Regions from separate parts of the Zea mays genome. Here region 1 is linked to region 2. The links are chromatin contacts, called in public Hi-C maps. All regions are on one chromosome and are shown on one strand. Each heading gives the region's core, a stretch centred on a gene start, on an enhancer-like site or on the middle of the called end of the contact. The rest is flanking DNA. Distances are from core to core; before and after follow the strand shown. Region 1 holds the start of LOC100192829 (Enoyl-[acyl-carrier-protein] reductase [NADH] chloroplastic). Region 2 holds the start of LOC100125653 (r-interacting factor 1).

Region 1 (2,700 bases), core at 113-2,612, 140 kb after region 2:
CACCAGCAGCAGCAAGAGCCTTAGCAATTGCCCAACCATAACCATTATCATCAGCAACTCCAGCTATAAATGCTCTTTTACCTGAAAACTTGCAAGATAATTGATGTCTGAAAACTTGCAGTTATTGAATATGTGCATTAGTTCAGATCCCATAGATAAAAAAAATTGCCAGATCATGTACACCAACACAGAGCAAAAGTGATGGATTGATATTTACATACGATTTTTTACAGAAGCACAAGTGTACATAAGCAAAGACATAAACCGTTAGAAGTATATATCAGTAGTGACCTGCAATTTCTGGATGAATATCTTAGTTCAGCTTACCTGTGAGATCAATGGGAAGTCCTTGGGCACCTCTCTGCGACATTGCCCTCACAACAACCCTCTTGCAATTCGAAGAAACCAGTGGTCCTGCTGATGTGGCTTTAGAAGAGATGGCAAAGCCAGTTCTGGAACAGATTGACCTTCCAAATGCAGATAGTGCTGATGTCGACCCAAGTATTTGCCTGTAGGCCGGGATGGAAGGGCGTGTTGCTATCATCTGCATACCAGTCGTTGCATATGCTCCCATCTTCCTTTATGTACAAAGGAGTAGGGCTGAAAAACAAGAATGTTTTGGAAACAGTATCATGGACTACACTTAAGGACATATAAGGATGTATATATATTTTTTAAGGTCAGGATGTGTATTTATTGATTTAAATGTTTTCACTGTTACAGTCAAGCTCAGGTAAAACACCGTGAATCCAAAACCAACCCAGGGTTTTCCAAGAAAAACACATATACCATCTCTGTGCAAGGATCCATGGGTTCATTTGTTAGATTTATGTGCACGCCATGGTGAATAAAGTAGGAGATAAGAAAGAAGATCAGGCCTCTGAGTTTTACTCCACAGCGGCAAAATCAAGTCTGCCTTCCTAAGTCGTAATTCAGAAAGAAACCCGATTCCAGCTCCACACCTCGTACAGCACAACCACATTCATGTTGAACAGACAACAAATTGAGCCGGCTCGGGGCACCCCTAAACTAAATCCAACATTCAAACCTCACATGCAAATATGACAAATAACAAAATCCGGAAGTGGTATCCACGCGACGCAAGACCCCATTACTACCATGGACCAGCATTTTGCAATTCGCATAACGACATTAATAGCCTTAGAGGCCGCAACTAATTGATCCAATCCCTGTAGGTCCGTCCCAAGAACAGCAACAAGAAGTAGCATGCGACCGTTACCTAGGTGAAAATGGGAGGGGCGCGCGTTGAAGTCGGAAGCGTAGGATTGTGTTGCAGGCTGCAGCCAAGGTGAAAATGGGAGGCGGCGGAGGACGGCGGGGAAGATGCTGCCTCAGCGTTTCGTTCCGGTCAGGCTGGGCGAGAGCCGAGAAGGGTTTTGGCTGGCTGGGCCACCGAGTAACGTGGTGGGCAGTGGCCAGTGGGCTGGTGACTGCCAGGACCCAAGTGAGCTACCTACATAAATGGCCCAACCGCCCAACCCAGCCTGGCTGTAGCGTCGTGCCTTCAGCATTTTATAGCTGTCGTAAACCCAATTTTTTAATCTTCTCCATTTTTAAAACAATTTATTTTTGCATTTTGAATGGTTTTCATAATAGTTCTGCTGATATAGCGCCACATCCAAAGAATAAAACAGACTAAGTTAAAAATTCAGGAGCTAAATCGGCTTGGAATTATTTTTCTAAAATATCAAAAAATACATAAAATAACTCTCAAAAATGTATAAATACAAATCATGAAATTAAAAAAGCTAAAATTTGGTTTATTCTTAGATTTTTCTGACTCGGAAAATTATGAAACCTTTTCTTTTCTAAAATCATGCTCGATCATATGGTACAGAACAGAAAATTGTTTAATCTTTATGAACTTACTAGTTGTGTGTCTGTGCGTTGCAACGGGAACATATAATACCATTGATAGCTTATGTACGTTGGAATGAGCATCGATATATATCTGACCGGATCTTCTTCTTCCTTGGAGATCTAGAGAAAAGCATGTACGGAAGTTAAACATGTTAAGACCTGATCATGTGCTGCCCTTGTGTCTCTGATCATCATCAGCACACTGTTCGACGCTTGTACGAGTCTTGTTAATTTGCATGCCTCGTGCATAGTCTCTCAACCATCAATTCATTATGGTATACCGAATTCGTGTGAGTTGTGACAAACATTATCAAATTCATATAAATTATTTTAAAGAATTAATATAGAGTTTTATATGATAGAGAAATACATGTGGATTAAAAAATGCTAAACAAAAGATCTAAAATATAACAGTTCGATCAAGTTGCATAAGATGTACAATTTTCCAATTGCTTCTGCATTTGGAAGTCCACCTTTCTATGTTATCTTTGCTATTTCTGACTTAATAGAATCCAAATAATATTGAACACTAAGAAAACTACAAAATGAGATGGAGTTGTGTTGACTGAAAAACATATGTATGTAGCATTTGGAATTAAAAAAATACATTTTAAGTATTCAAGTACCAGATAATGCCAGATAAGGGATTAATTCCACAGAGCAAAGTACAAAATCCATGACAAGATATTTCATAATAGATTTAAAAAAGGAAGGCTTTTGCTTAAAATATGAGGCCTTAATCTCAAAATGTGTATATGTGATATTGAACGGGTCACCACCAATGCCTACACAAGTTGGCTGCCCCAAACCTACAGCTGT
Region 2 (2,700 bases), core at 168-2,667:
AGTCAAGGCCTACAAAAAGCTTAAGAAATTAAAAAGCACCATATTTTTAACAGCATACTTCAGCTTATGTGACAGATTGGACACAGCTCACAACAATAAATAGGCTAAACAGCTGGATAGATTTTGTTAAATAAATCAAGAATCAAACAAAGACGAGGAACAAGATAGGTCATCGAAATTCAGTTGGTTGGCCCCTACGAAGTACTTGCATCAAATCACTTGGGCAGTGTTGGAATGTAAACTGCCGTAAAAAAAGAACTATTCGCAATGCCTCAGTCAATACATTGATGTAACTATTAAAAATCCATTTGTGGCATTCCTTCCAGAAATCTTAAATTCTTGTTTATAGGATATGCTAAGATAAAGCATAATAGTGATAATCACAAACAAATTCCCACAATATAGAGCAATAAGCAATATAACAAGACATCATCAGTTACCAGATTGGCAACCTCAGGTACTTCATTTTATCTGCAATCCCTTTATTACTCTGGCTATTTGGAGATGACATTATGATAGGTACTTATCATTCTTTCCAGAACATGAAAGCTAAAGAATCAGGCTCTAAGCTCAGGATATGACATTTATGACCCTAATCCTTAAGTTGTTATACATCTAAAGATTATGCAAACATGCTTTGGCTGCTAATCCAAAGACAAATGCTAAATGCACCTAAAAATTGTCATTTTTCAAACCCAGGTAGTAAACCTTAAGGGCCGTTTGGTGCAGCTCCTGGCAGCTCTGGATACGCCACTGTAGAACACTAGCACGAAGCTGGTGTAGCTACAAACCGTGGTTCCGCGACTCCTCTTTCTAGTTAACTTTTCGCCTCGGGAAGCAAAAGGCTCCTTGCTACAATAACATACAGTGGCTCTACAGTGAATGGGAGGAGGAATTCTCTAGCTGTCCAGAACAATTCAATGTTTATAAGAAAATGATAAATGAGGTTGAAACAGCGAAATTCACTCCATATGAAGGAAATCTTGCAGTTTTATTTGGCAGCTTGTGTTTAAGTAATCCCAAAAACTGAAAATTATACATAAACCCCCAAATCTGCCGACCATGAGAAACTCAATTCACTAATACAGAGACCAATATTCCTGAGCAAGAATTCACCACAACACCCAAGTTCCCACGATGTTTGGTTATTTTCCAAAACAGGTGAATTTCGCATAACTCTAACCCTAAAGCCCTCTTCATGTCAGGCAAGCTCAAACCCTAGCTCCCAAATCCATCCAATCACACCGAGGAAGCGACAATGTAGCCCACCCACCTTCACAGACAAGTAATTGGCATTCGCTAACAAGGAGATGAAGCAAGCAAAACCATAGCAGTAGAACCCCAAACCCTAAAAGGAGGCGGACACGAGCACGAGCTCCCCCGCACTCACCGCTGCTGTCAGAGGGCCCGTAGTCCATGACCGACCCTCGGCGGCAACTCCGCCAACCACCACCAACACCACCGGCAGTGCAACACGCTCGGGCACAGACGCGAACCTGAAAGAGCCGAACGAACAGGGGGTCAGCTCCCTCTGCCACGCCTGGGCTCGAGCTGCCGCCCCAAGGCCGCCAACCGGGCGGCGAAGGGTCAGCAAGCGCTCACCTGCGGCAGATGCGAGGGCTTGGCGGTGGACGGAATCCGGCGAGATTTGGAGAGGACGGGGGAGGGAGCTGTGCTGCTACTGCTCTGCTGCTATTGGTATGGTATCGGGCGCTCCGATTTCGGTCTAGAGTGAAAAATAGAGAGAGAGAGAAAGGAGAAAATCGTCGGACTTGAAGCGGCTGCATGCGGCAAACGTTGCTGGACCACTTAAGACACACTGTGTGTTAGCCGTCCGATTCAGCTCCTATCTGTTTGGTCTGGCCGTTGCCAAACGTGCAGCTTCTCCTCTAGCTTTTCCGTGTCGCGCTTTGTAGGGAAGTTAGCTCTTATTGGAACATTGACGAACACACTCCTCTCACTCGATGATTTCCACATCAACATATCAAAGATCGAAGACCCCAAAGATAAGCCCCACAAGCCGGGACCGAGGACGACGTCCATGCGAAGGCTCAAGTGCTCCTTTCGCTCCGGTGAGCCGAAGCGAAGACGATCGAAGGCTTCGGGGCTCGGATGACCAAGACTTCGAAGACCCTACGTCTTGACCTCCCTCAATGTAAAAAGGGGCCCATGTACAATCTGGCCCATATTGCAGGGGCCGCCCGTAGGTCGTCGTGTGGGCAGAGCGGGTCGGACCACGTCTGTAATGAAGCATGTTGTAATGACACGTTGTAACCCCCGTGAGGGAATATTATTGGGATAAACTAGGTAGCTGAGGATCTAATTGTCCTTGACAGGGCTGGGCGGTCCCTCGGTTACTTATAAATACCCCTGCACTATGCCAATGCGGGGGACAGAAAAAAAAACATTGTTGCCCTAACGCTTTGTGTTAGTGACATCAAACTGTTCTCCATTCTTTCACCATTGAATTTTGTTGTCCCTGGATTAACAAGTTCCAAAATTTGGCACCCACCGTTCGTGCTACAACAAAGCATCCCTGCGATGGCCCCCAAGAGAGCAAATTCAAAGGTCGTCGCTTCCATCACCCAATGCATCATGAGCTAACAAGTCGTTGTTGCATCATCTGTAGTGGACCACACCACCATGGCCAAATTCTTCATACTTTGCCTTCAAATATGTGTGACAAATCCAGTTGTTCGT

What was found. Hi-C and Micro-C count contacts between places; a contact is called where the count stands out from the background.
Region 1: a contact with region 2 is called in a Hi-C map of tassel, with 5 times the contacts expected there. The contact joins the promoter of LOC100192829 here to the promoter of LOC100125653 in region 2. A contact is called at or near these places in 8 of 25 Hi-C or Micro-C datasets (bundle sheath, ear, endosperm and 2 more).

Annotation. Positions count from the first base shown.
Region 1 is chr7:78,253,311-78,256,010 of Zm-B73-REFERENCE-NAM-5.0, forward strand. It overlaps LOC100192829 (Enoyl-[acyl-carrier-protein] reductase [NADH] chloroplastic), which reads right to left and starts at 1,363. Exons shown (of 13, transcript NM_001138020.2): 1 at 1,241-1,363; 2 at 328-600; 3 at 1-81. The coding sequence starts at 574.
Region 2 is chr7:78,111,027-78,113,726 of Zm-B73-REFERENCE-NAM-5.0, forward strand. LOC100125653 (r-interacting factor 1) reads right to left here and starts at 1,418. Exons shown (of 10, transcript NM_001112584.1): 1 at 1,391-1,418. The coding sequence starts at 1,418.